Regions from separate parts of the Sus scrofa genome. Here all the other regions are linked to region 2. Evidence: chromatin contacts called from public HiChIP or PLAC-seq and promoter capture Hi-C data. All regions are on one chromosome and are shown on one strand. Each heading gives the region's core, a stretch centred on a gene start, on an enhancer-like site or on the middle of the called end of the contact. The rest is flanking DNA. Distances are from core to core; before and after follow the strand shown. Region 1 overlaps PKD1 (polycystin 1, transient receptor potential channel interacting). Region 2 holds the start of TRAF7 (E3 ubiquitin-protein ligase TRAF7). Region 3 holds the start of TSC2 (tuberin).

Region 1 (4,074 bases), core at 978-3,477, 68 kb before region 2:
CCTTGGCCCTACTGAGAAATAAAGCGACTTACAAAAATATATACATTTTAACCCCACATAAATTACTGACGATAGACGCACAGCGGCGCACAGCGGCAGCTGGAGGTGAGTGCACGCAGCGGGGGACAGAAGAGGTAATAACTTAGGGGGAGGATGACGGGGGGTACGGGTTCCCTCCCCGCAGCCAGGGTCCTTAGCAAGGGGGAGATGTCTGCCCAGGAGGTGGGGCCGGGCACAGCCCGCTGTACCTGAGGACTCGGGAAATAAATTAGCGTCTCGGAGGCTGGGCACTCAGTCCAGTACTGCTGTGCCCTCCCACAGGGGACTGGGGAGGGGACCCTGGGTCTTCACTGGCCACGCGGCCATTAAAGTGCTGAAGCCCACAGAGGTGCAGACGGGGCTGCCTGCTCTGGTGGGACCTGCGTGCAGCCGTTCTGCCTGGCCCCAGGCCTCCAGGGTGGCAGAAGGTAGTAATACTGAGCGGTGTCGGCTCTGGCTCCGAGGGGCCAGAGTGGAAGCCACAGACCCAGCCCAGGGAAGAGGCATGAGCCCAGGCCCCCCTGGGGCTAAGTGCTGCTGGGGTGGATTTTGTTTTTGGCCAGTAGGGATGCCCTGCTGGCGCCCGTAGCCAGGCCCGTGCCTCTGCTGGCCCGGGCGAGGCGGCTGGGCAAGACTGGCAGTGGGCCTGGGGAAGGCCCGGGGGCTGGTGAAGCTGGGGGCTCACGGCTCCTGCGGCCACGCAGGCTCTGCAGCCGCCGCTCCAGCTGGTAGACGTCCTCCGTGGCCTGGTTGAGTCGGTCAAACTGGGCAAGAAGGGCCTCAAACACGGCTTGGAGGCGGGAGGGCTCGGGCTCGGGCTCCGGCTCCCCTCGGGCCCCCGGCCGGCCCAGGCCCCCACTCAGCCCATCCAGCTGGCTGGAGGAGGTGGAGGGGCGAGAGGCATCAGACCCTCCACTGGGCGGTGGCACGTCCGGAGAAGACTTGGAGCCCCGGGACGAGCGGGAGGGCAGTGGCTCCACCCCTTCAAAGCGGACTTTGTGGCGGAACTGGGGGCGGCACAGGGGCTCGGTCAGTCCGGCTGCACCCTGGGCTCCACTGGGCCCAGGGTGCGTCCCTCTCCCCCCCACTGGGCCGTACCCACCTCCTTGACCTTGCTGAAGCCCATCCAGAGGCGCAGCCTGCGTAAGAACAGTTCCACCATCTCATAATCCTGGGGCTCCCACGCTGGGCGGTAGAGCTCCCCGCGCAAAGCGTGGTACCGCCACCGCAGGAGGATGGCACCCAGCCTCAGGGCGCCCCACAGCCGCAGGGCCCAGAGCCCTGTGCACAGCAAGGGGGACAGACGCCAGGACTCGTCCGGACACAGGGCAGGACCCCCGGCCCCAGGGCACAGCACCAAAAGGGCCCGGGCGGCACTCCGAAGCGAGTCCACACAGGAGGAGACCAGCTGGGGGAAAGACGGCACGAGTGACAGGCAGCCCGGGGCTAAAGGCCCCTCTGATGGCCTCCCCCTGCCAGGACCTACCAGAAAAGCCAGTTGCACGTAGGCCACAGCGAGCACCACCAGACCTATGGCTGCACCCACGAGCTCTGGCAGGGCCCGGCACAGCGTCTTGCCGAAAATGGACCACTGGCGCACAAAGCGCAGCTGCTGGGCTGCCTGTGGGCAAAGGGCATCAGTGGCCCAACCTTACCCAGAAGCACCCTCCCGGGTCCACCGGCCCAGCTCTCACCTTGACCAAGAGCAGGAAAAGCAGTGAGGCAGCCAGGCCGTGGGCCACCGCACTCAGCTGGGCCACCTGCTCAAAACTGGTGAAGTGGTGCGGGCGGCGGCGCAGGAAGCGGGTCCATTGGTTGTCAGCGGCGCCCAGCTGCGCCAGGCGCACCAGCGCAGCGGCCGCTGTCAGTGCCACCAGCAGCCACCGCGCCCAGGTCCCAGGCCTCCTGGCACGCACACGCCCCTCTCTACGCCAGGAGCGCACCTCAGCCACAGCAAAGTACATCGCGAACAGCAGCAGGCCCACCTGCAGAGGACCGGGGCGCAGCCACAGTGGGGCGGGGTCAGGGCCGGACAAGGGTGGGCAGGGCCGCGCGGGGCAGAACAGACTGGAGTCGGGGGTACAGCAAGGGGGTGTCAGAGCCGGCTGAGGCCACCAGGGGGCACAGACGGGGCTGGGGTGGGCGGAGCAGCGCAAGGGTGGAGTCAGGGCCTGTGGGCGGTGGTGCCCGAGCTGGATCGGGAGGGGCCGCGCTGCGGTGGGCGGAGCCACGCAGGGCAGGGTCAGGCTGGGCGGGGCAGCGGAGCACTGTCAGGGCCCGGCCTGGGCCACGAGGGCAGTGTGGGGGGTGAAGTAAGGGCCTGTGCAGTGTGGGCAGGGCAGCCTGAGGGCGCAGAGCCCGGTTGGACGGGGTCATGTGGAGGCGGGTCGGGCTGGGGTGGGCGGTGGCCGCAGAGGGCAGGGTCAGGCTGGCTGTGTGGGGAAGCGTGGGGGTGGAGTCAGGGCCTGTGGGGGCGGTGTCAGAGCCGAGGTGGGCGGGGCCACGAGAGGGAGGGACTGGTTTGGGGCGGGCGGGGCAGGGAGAAGGTGGAGTCAGGGCCTGGGGGGCGGTGTCAGAGCCGAGGTGGGCGGGGCCAAGCCGGGTGGGGCGGGGCCACGAGAGGGAGGGACTGGCCTGGGGTGGGCGGGGCAGGGAAAGGGTGGAGTCAGGATCTGTGGGGGGTGGTGTCAGCACAGGGCGGGGTCCGGCTGGGCGGGGCAGTGGGCGGTATCAGAGCCAGGCCTTGGCCACGAGGGAGCGGGGTTGGGTGGAACCGTGAGGGGTGGCAGGACCTACCGAGGTGAGCAGTGGCATTGAGAGGCCAGCGCTGAGGCGGCGCAGCGCAAACGGGCGGACACTGACGGCCGTCACGGCTTGTCCGGCTGCAGGGAACTCGAGGCGTAGCGTGACAGCAGCGTGCAGCCCCACGGCTGGGCTGTACCGCGTGAGCTCCACGAACACCGCACGGCTCCTGCGCAGAGGGCACGGTGGGGCCGGAGTCCAAGCGGGTGGGAAGGGGTCAAGGCCGAGAGGGGAGGACCTGCGCCGCGGAGAAGCTGGGGGCCTTGGCAGAGGCAGGGGCTTGGGCAGCGGGTGGAGGAGGAGGGTGAGGTGCACTGGGGGGGTTCGTTGGGAACAGCAAGGCTGGGGCGTGGGCGTGCAGAGCACCCACCTGTTGTCGATCCAGTTGTGCAGCTGCAGGAAGCCCAGCTGCGCGCGGCTCTCCTCCAGGCTGGGGCCCAGCTCCTGCACGTAGCCCCCGCTGTCATACACGGCGCAGGACCCCCAGTACCAGACGCTGCCGGGAGGGGGCAGTGTCAGAGCGCTGCCCCGCAGGAACCCGGGAACAGGCGGGGCTCCGCGAGGAGCGCTCTCCCAACGCCCCAGGCACCCTGGCCCGCCCTCCCCGCTCACCCCAGCAGGTCCGGGGCAGAGTAGGCCCACGTCTTGGAGCCGTTGTGGGTAACGCTCCCCCAGCCAACGCCATAGTCGCTGGTGCTGAAGCCACCGGAGGCTGCCGAGCACGTGAGGGCCCCTGGGCCGGGAAGGTCCGAGCAGAGCGCTGAAAGCAGAAGGCCAGAGAATGAGCAGGACCAAACCAGGAGCACTGGCTGTTTACCTGCCCCCAGGGCTCAGCCCTGAGTGATGGCAGCGACCCTCCCAGCAGCCCAGAAGGTAGATGACACTGTCCCGGAGGCAGGGAGGTCACCCAAAGGCTTCTCTTTGGGAAAAAGCAGGGATAAGTGGCAGAGTGCCCCTCTCCCACTCACCTTCCTGCAGCCGCACCTGCCGCAGTCGTGGGGGCCCCAGCTCCGGTCGGGACTGGTTCCCGTGGATGTAGGGGAGCAGCACGTGGGACATCCAGGGCCAGAACTCATCAGACCTGCCCGTGCCAGACAGAGTCACATGCTCCATGCCTCAGCTCCCCGAACCCACTGGGGTCAGAGAACCAGCCAACAGGGGGCTGCCAGTGTTGCCCCAGGGGAGGCACGACCTGGCGCCTCAGCCTCGGCTTCCTGACACTTGTGGGGAGCT
Region 2 (3,659 bases), core at 1,050-3,549:
CCCGCAACCTCATGGTTCCTAGTCGGATTCACTAACCGCTGAGCCAGGACAGGAAGTCCAGCATTTTTCCTTTAGATAGTCCCGTCCCCCAGGGCACAGGTCCTTGATGAGAAAGCGGATAAAGCCCTTGAGATTTTGGTGAGACTCATCCTCTTGGCAGCGAAGCCTGCAGCTGCGAGGCTACTCGGGAATGGATTTATGTGTCAGGAGGCGTTTCGGGCCTGATCTTCAGGGTAGAGGGCCTTTCATTTGGGTTCCCACCGCAAGGTTAGGTTGTTGGGGTGGTGACCTTGTCTGGCTGAGGAGCCAGGACACTGTGATTCTTGCGTCGTCCCAAACAAGAGAGTGCTCGAGGACAGGCTGACGGCATTAGAGGAAAGCTTAAGCGAAGACAGCCAGATAGTGTCAGCTTTGGGAGCGTCACAGGGCCTCAGTTCAAGTTGACAGACCCTCCATGGCCCTGTGCTTCCTGGTCCTGATGGCCAAGGTTACCCCGTACCCAGACCTCTGCATGCTTCCCAGGCCCACTTTTCTCAGCGCAAATGGGGAAGGTTTCCTGGGGCAAGTTAGTCAGCTGGGAAAAAACTCACTTGGGAGAAAAAGCAGAGGCTTTGGCTTTTAATGCCACCAACTGTTGACACCAAGGGCAAAAAAATGTTCTCCCCTTGCCCCAAATGCCACTCCTCTGCCAGGGGCGTTTGTCGGATTTTGGCAACTAGTTGGGCTGGAACAGTGGCCCAGAATGTCCAGGGACGGGCTGGACATACCAACTATGAGTGTTCAGTTGGGTAGCAGGTATGGTTTGCGAGGGTCTAAGTGTTGCTAGGAGACTGGTCCCCATTCCCAGGGGTGGGTCCAGAGACTAGGCCTGGTCTACTGCCGATCACGAGGGACATGTCTACTTAGCCGAGGCTTAAGGGCTAGCGGAAGTCTCCAAGTGGCTCGCAGGTGTAGTGGGGAATCCCACTGGTCTCTCCTGGAGCTCGCCTTAGCTGGGGAGTGGTCTATCCAGCTTTCCGGTCCAGAAACACAGACCAATGTAGGGGTGGAGAGGTGACCGGTTATGGCCCTTTCCAAGGGGGCTGCAGTTGGGAGGAGGGGATCCCTCCTTCCAGTATGTGATTAGGGCCTGAGGTCCTGAGGCATATAGAGGTGTATCACCTTTCCACCTTTGGTTGTCCCGGGTTTTAGCCTCATTCTGGAAATGTGCCAGTGAGATGGCATATGCCTGAAGGGCAGATGTTTCTGGATCTCAGAGTGCCTCAGTGGCGAAAGCAAAGTATAGGATCTCAAGGGAGCTCTATCCTCCTATTCCTTGGGAGCAGGCGTCCTGTTTTGGACGATGATTAATGCCCTGTTCTGACTCACCCGGGTCTGGTTTCCGTTCCTAACACCAACAGGTGTGAGAGTGAAACACATGCGTTCCCATCAACTCACCACCTCTGCTTCACTGCTGAGCACTCTGGACAGACATGGACTCCCACCTTATTAACCAGGCCCCCATGGATGATTTGCCTCGCAGTCTTCTGCCAGGTCACCGATGTTCCTGAAAGACAGACAGCGCCCAAATGTAGACCGAAACCCAATTCTGCCAAGGCCTGTTTTCACCCCCAGGTCTTTTAAGGGCGCTCACCCTGAAGCCTCAGTCTTGCAAAAATAATCAGACTGCACGTGCAGCTTTCATACGAGGTGTCAGAAGTCAAAGCAATTCATCATAGGCTCAGAGCTGAAAGGAGTAAGCAGGCCCAGCCCAGCCTTACCTGTAGGGAGAAGTACCGCTGGAGGTTCGGGACAGAACTGGGAAGTGGGGGCAGGAACGTATAGAATGCTGAGGGCCACGGAGGAGCTCAGACGGAGGCTGGACCTGGGGGCTAGGTCGGCCGGCGGGTTTAGGCCACCTCCGCGGCCCACCTCGGGCCCAGGTCCTCCCGGGACCGTGGTGCACAGAGGTAGGAAGAATGAGCACACCGATCTCTTCCTTGATTCCGAAAGAATGCGAGGGTGCGAGGCTCAAGCTTTTATAGAAACTGCCTCACCTCTGCGATTGGGCAAGCCGGGCGGAAGTATTTGCCCTCCTCACCGCTGATACGCTCCGCTCTCTACTCCCCGGTCTCTACCAATCGCGCCTTGGCATTTCTTTTGGGGGCGGTCTCCTGGACCTGACAGCCGAAACTCCACCCTTTTGCAGAGGCCATTGAACCCAACTGTGAACGACGGATGTACAAAACCAATCAGACTCCGATCTGCAACATAGAGTGATTCCGAAGTCACCAATCCGGCTCTGCGACGTCAGAGCCCGCCGGAAGTCATAGTTTCTTAAGAACCTCCCGTAAGGCTGCCGCCGCGGGTCCCGGGAGCCAGGGAACTACGAATCCCGGCGGGCGCAGCGCCAGAGCGCTTCCGGCTCGAGCGTCCAGTCCCTTTCCCGGACAGCGGCCGAGGGGCACGATGAAGCGGGAGGGTGGTGCTGCCGTTCTCGAGCGGCCACGGGCGGGTGAGTGTCTGCGCGGCGTACTGGGTCTGGGGCTCGCGCCTTGGGGCCGCGCGGTGGGGCCGGGGGAGAGGGCGTGTTGGGGGCCCGGGAAGGGGGGGGGGGTCGCGTTTGGGGGGCGGGGCTGAGGCCCGCCGGGATCTCCCTGTCTGTCCATCAGCTGGTCCGTCGCTCGCTCCCTTCCTCCATACTCTCCTTATTCATTCCTTCTTCCTGCCTTTACTGATCGCCGCCGGGTGCCCAGCACTGTTATAGGCGCCGGGAGACTACGGAGAGTGTGACCCTCGTTCTCTTAGGCTCTTAGGGTTTCTCTGAGCGCAGGGTTTCTCAGTCTCACCACTCTTGACACTTCGTGGCCATCATTCCCTTCCGTGCCTTGTAGAATGTTGAGCAGCGTCCCTGATCGCCACCTTCTAGAAACCAGTATCCTGTCCTTCTCAATGCGACAACCAAAAATGTCTCCAAACATTTCCATGCATTCCCCCTTTGAGAAGCAGGGATCTAGAAAGTGGGGGGGACTGACCATACACAGAGACAGTCCTGAGGGGTTGTGATAAGTGCCGCGAAAGAAAGAAACCTGGCGTTGAGAGAGTCCTGGGGGGCTCTTGAATGGCTTGGGGAGGGGGCGGTGCAGTGAGCAGTCTGTCTGGCCTGGGGAGTTTCTGGAAGGGCTTGCTGAGCAAAGGGAGCAAGAGATGCAAAGGCCTAGAGTGAGAAAGCTTGGCAGACACCAGCAAGGAGGGAGAGGTGAAGTCGGGGAGGCCTCACGGGGATTGTCCTGTGCTGACAAGGGAGGCTGTTGGGAGATCCAGCACAGGAGAGCGGCCATCAGGTCTAAGTCCAGTAAGAAGCCTCTGGTTGTGTGTGGAGGAGGCCCGCTGGCTTCAGTGGGGAAGTCGGTGAGAGTGAGGAGGCTGGGAAGAGGGGGGTGGGGCCCTCTCTCCAAGTCTGTTGACCTGGCCTGGTTGTCTTGAGCCAGGCCAGGGCCATCAGCTGGGGCCGAGTCTGGGGTCCTGCCGGATGGCACCCTGCCCTGGGAGGAGGGGAAGGGTGCCACTCAGCATCGCTGCGCCCCTTGCTCAGAGCCCTGTGCTGCCCAGCCCGTCAGCCCACCCTTCTCCGGTCGCCCCCCCCCCCAAGCACACGTAGGCCCTCTCACCTGGCTTGG
Region 3 (4,070 bases), core at 734-3,233, 110 kb before region 2:
GGCGGCCAGCCAGGTGTCAGGCTGTGCCCTGCTGGCGCCCTGAGAGGTGGCAGGTGCCTTGTTCCGAAGGGGGTCACCCGACAGATGGGTGTCTGCCTACCTTTGGGGGTGCACTGGGGTCGTAGCAGTGCTCAGCCCCCAGCTGGTCCACGGGTGCGTCCCTCCCACTCCGCATGGCCCGGATGTTCTCCAGCTGCTTCCGCCAGTCCGGAGGCTCCCAGCCTGGCGCCACGAGCGGCTCGGTCCCCTCTCCTTTCTCACCTCCTGGGGCCTCATAGGCCACTTTGAGCCTTTGGGTCTTCTGTGGATGCTTCACGGGGCTGCAGCTTTTCCTTCCTTCTGCAAAAAGTGCCAGTGGGTCTCTTCAGAGAGGCTCCAGGTGAGGCGAAGGTCTGGGGCTGCCCCACCTGCCATCTCTTCCCTCGCAGCTCATTTAACCACGAGCATCCTCTACAACAGCCAGGGTGCCCTGGCCTCTGCGGCAGGGACTCCAGGCCGGGTCCGCCACCCTGCGGGCTGTGACAGGCGCTGGGTTCTGGTCTTTTCCATCCCCCTCACCCTCGTCTTGTTCAAGAAAGTTCTCCCCTTCCCATCAGCAGTACGCTAGGGTATTCCACTTGGCTCCTGTGACCCAAGGCCACTTTAGTGCACGAGGCCTTCCCCACGGTGCCCCCAAGCTGGCCTACACTGTCAGAGAGAACGTTCTAAAATCCACATCGAGGAGTTCCCGTCGTGGCGCAGTGGTTAACAAATCTGACTAGGAACCATGAGGTTGCGGGTTCGATCCCTGGCCTTGCTCAGTGGGTTAAGGATCTGGTGTTGCCGTGAACCGTGGTGTAGGTCGCAGAAGTGGCTTGGATCTGGCGTTGCTGTGACTGTGGTGTAGGCCAGTAGCTACACCTCCGATTAGACCCCTAGCCTGGGAACCTCCACGTGCCGCGGGAGCGGCCCTACAAAAGGCAAAAAGTCAAACAGTCAAAAAAAAAAAAAAAAGTCCACATTGAATGGTGTCACTTCCTGTTTAAAAATTCTCATTGGTTTTTTTTCCTGTACTCATGATGAACTCCAAACTCTGTCCTGGCACCAAGCTTCTGCCCCTCTGCCTGGCATCACCGCATGCCCGTGCCCCCTGCAATGCTTATATATGTCATCTTGTCTGGATTACTCCTGGGGTCTCCGGGTGTCTGTGGGAGTCCCCCTCTGGCCAATCCTGCAGATATCCAGGCAGGACAAGTGGCAGAGGCCCTGTCACTCTCACCCACCGCTGAGTCCCACGCTTGGCCCAAAGGACGTCCTTAATAAGAACTTGTGTGATTCTGTAACAACCGTGTAAACAACGAGGGCCATGCTATTTCCGGCAACCTCTAGCAGGGGGAGAAAACTGGCTGGGAGCATCCTGGGCACTCGGCTTGAGCTGGAAGCGGCTATGAGACAGGGCCGGTTCGCCTCGCCATTGGCCTGGCACAAGTGGAATACCTTAGGGCATGCTAGCTGGGAAGGGGAGAACTTTCTTGAAGAGGACGAGGGCGGGGGGAAGGTAGGAACGCCAGGAACCCAGCGCCTGTCTCTTGGGAAGCGGGAGCAGGGCAGAAACGGGGCCCCACGTGGGGCCCGGGAGCTCGCCGGCGGCTGCCATGCGCCAGTCCGCGCGGCGCTGAACCCTAGGTGCGGCCGTGGACCCCGGCTCCCAGTCCGTCTGGCCCCCTCATCTGCCTCTCCTCCTGTGCCCCAGCCCGGGAGCAGCGCTACCTGCAGCCGCCTCTCCCATCCGGAGCCGCACGGCGTCCTCCCCAACCCCCCGCGGCCCGGCCACGGGTCCCCGGCTGCGGCTGCGGGTCACCATCCTCACGCCCACCGCCTTCATGCCGGACTCCTGCGGACTACACATCCCAGCAGCCCCTGCGGCCCCCCTTCCGTCCTGGACTCTCGCCAGGCTTTTCACCCGAGCCCGGCCCAGAACTACGACTCCCAGCAAGCCCCGCGGAGGCCCGCGGCACCCTCCCGCTGCCGGAAGTGCGGGTCTCGCTTCCGGCGACAGCTTGGGGCGTGGGGGTGTGTTGGGTTCTCCGTGCCGGGGCTGCCCGGCGCGCGGAGGGAGCGCCGAGTGGTGAGTGGCTCGCGGCCTCCCGTCCGCTGGTGCCAGCTCTGACCGGGCGGCGGGGGGGTGGCTGGCCCCGAGGAGGCAGCTGGGAGGGCCGCCTCTCCGGGCCTGCTCGGTGCTGAGGCGGCGGGGGCGGACCCCGCAGGGTCCGGCCCGGCCCTCGGCAGCGCCCACCGCAGCTTGCGCCTGGAGCTCCAAGTGTTCCTTGGTTTTCAGTCATGGCGGGTGCGACGGGGGTCTCTGTTGTCGGCGTCCCCTAGCAGTCCTCCCTCACGTGGGGAGAAGAAAAATGGCAAACGTCAGGGCTCCCTGGACCCCACGGCGGCCGCCCCCGCCCCCAGTTCCCCTCGCTCACTCGGTGCACCGAGTTGGGCGGCGCGGGCCGGCCGCCTGGCATTTCCCAGGTCCCTTTCTGTGCGGCGACCGGGCTGTAGTTGAGGCCTCCCAGGGCCTGTGGGTGGAAAGGCCGTGCCCACCTGGGACCTGGGCCTCCCGGGCGGCTGGAGGTCCGCAGCGGGACAGGTAGGTGGAGATGTCGCTGAGGCCTCCGTGCGCCATTCTCCCCACAGAGGAGGCCTCTGGTGCGTCCCTGCCCAGCATGGCCAAGCCGACTGGCAAAGATTCAGGCCTGAAGGAGAAGTTCAAGATTCTCCTGGGACTGGGCACTTCAAGGCCAAACCCCCGGTCCGCAGAGGGCAAACAGACGGAGTTTATCATCACGGCGGAAATCCTGAGAGTGAGTGAGCTGCCTGTATCTTCTCTGCTAGCTTCGTGGGCGGTGCAGGCGAAGGTGGGGTGGGTCTGTCACCAGGGCCTGTGATGACCATCTGTGGGGTTGGCTGTCCCCAGGAACACGGTGACGTGCATCTCGCTCTGGAGACTAAGGAGGTCATTCTTGGTGACTTGGTGCAGCTTGGTCGAGTTTTATTAAAAGGTTGATGTGAGCGAATCTGTTTTGCTGCATCTGACCCAAGCACTAGAGTGGCCACCGGTGATGAGGGTTATGGCCAGATGTGTTTTGTTTTGTTTTTTTGTTTTTTAGGGCTGCAGCTGTGGCATATGGAAGTTTCCAAGCTAGGGGTGGAATTGTAGCTACAGCTGCCGGCCTGCACCGCAGCCGAAGCCGTGCCAGATTTGAGCAGCATCTGCGACCTATACCACAGCTCGTGGCAACCCTAGATCCTTAACCCACTGAGCGAGGCCAGGGATTGAACCCAAGTCCTCATAGATACTAATTGGATTTGTTTCTGCTGTGCTACAATGGGAATTCCTGGCCCCGTGTTAACTGGTAATCAGTGAGTTCCTGGGAGTGGTTAAGTCTTCACTCTTTTGCCGGGGTTGTAATCGCCCTACGGCATGCCTATGTGGCGCTTTGCCCATTAACAGCATTGGATTTTTGCACTTGTAAAGTAATGCTCTTCAGCTGGTGAAAGTCTAAACAAAACTTGATACATCCGTATGGTGGAGTATTGTTTTGCAAAAAGGGGATAAAGAAATAATACATGTAACAGCACAGATGAGCTTTGAAAACATTATACTAAGTGAAAGAAGCTGATTTAAAAGGCCCACGTTGGAGTTCCCGTCGTGGCTCAGTGGTTAATGAACCCGGCTAGTACCCAGGAGGATGGGAGTTCCATCCCTGGCCTCGCTCAGTGGGTTAAGGATCCGGTGTTGCCATCAGCTGTGGGGCAGGGAGACGAGATGGGAAGGGAATGCCAACGAGCATAAAGCTTCCTTCTCAGGTGATGCAGGTGTTCTGAAATCAGTGGACCTGGTTGCAGGCACTGTGAATATACTATAAAGTGGGTCATACAGTCATTAACGTGGTAAATTGTACGACACGTGAATTTTCTTTGCGAGGGCACAGGTGTGGCACATGGAGGTTCCCAGCCTAGGGGTCGAATCATAGCTACAGCTGCTGGCCTACACCACAGCCACAGCCGCGCAGATCTGAGCTGCATCTGTGACC

What was found. Promoter capture Hi-C pulls out the DNA fragments that hold promoters and counts their contacts. HiChIP or PLAC-seq counts read pairs in DNA pulled down with a chosen protein or histone mark.
Region 1: a promoter capture Hi-C map of fetal liver shows a contact between it and region 2, with 2.0 times the contacts expected there. The contact joins the enhancer-like site here to the promoter of TRAF7 in region 2. A contact is called at or near these places in 3 of 5 promoter capture datasets (fetal liver, fetal skeletal muscle and liver), 5 of 47 Hi-C or Micro-C datasets (embryonic fibroblasts, fetal liver, fetal skeletal muscle and 2 more) and 2 of 2 datasets of contacts at active chromatin or transcription factors (alveolar macrophages and skeletal muscle).
Region 3: a contact with region 2 is called in an H3K27ac HiChIP or PLAC-seq map of skeletal muscle. The contact joins the promoter of TSC2 here to the promoter of TRAF7 in region 2. A contact is called at or near these places in 2 of 5 promoter capture datasets (fetal liver and liver) and 2 of 2 datasets of contacts at active chromatin or transcription factors (alveolar macrophages and skeletal muscle).

Annotation. Positions count from the first base shown.
Region 1 is chr3:39,894,889-39,898,962 of Sscrofa11.1, reverse strand. It overlaps PKD1 (polycystin 1, transient receptor potential channel interacting), which reads right to left. Exons shown (of 46, transcript NM_001246202.1): 39 at 3,810-3,922; 40 at 3,454-3,601; 41 at 3,212-3,337; 42 at 2,836-3,010; 43 at 1,734-2,024; 44 at 1,526-1,660; 45 at 1,142-1,447; 46 at 1-1,046. The coding sequence ends at 567. It overlaps TSC2 (tuberin), which reads left to right. Exons shown (of 42, transcript XM_003354671.4): 42 at 1-39. Among named protein-coding and RNA genes, the nearest start is that of TSC2, 39 kb to the left of the region's middle. Within about 2 kb of position 2,227, at least 36 of the 83 cell types and tissues checked have an H3K27ac peak or open chromatin away from gene starts, as enhancers often do. A contact at or near this core is called in alveolar macrophages, embryonic fibroblasts, fetal liver and 1 more, where this site is marked.
Region 2 is chr3:39,827,090-39,830,748 of Sscrofa11.1, reverse strand. TRAF7 (E3 ubiquitin-protein ligase TRAF7) reads left to right here and starts at 2,299. Exons shown (of 21, transcript XM_003124733.4): 1 at 2,299-2,494.
Region 3 is chr3:39,933,492-39,937,561 of Sscrofa11.1, reverse strand. TSC2 (tuberin) reads left to right here and starts at 1,983. Exons shown (of 42, transcript XM_003354671.4): 1 at 1,983-2,107; 2 at 2,671-2,837. The coding sequence starts at 2,700. NTHL1 (endonuclease III-like protein 1) reads right to left here and starts at 1,943. Exons shown (of 7, transcript XM_021086781.1): 1 at 1,750-1,943; 2 at 101-339. The coding sequence starts at 1,888.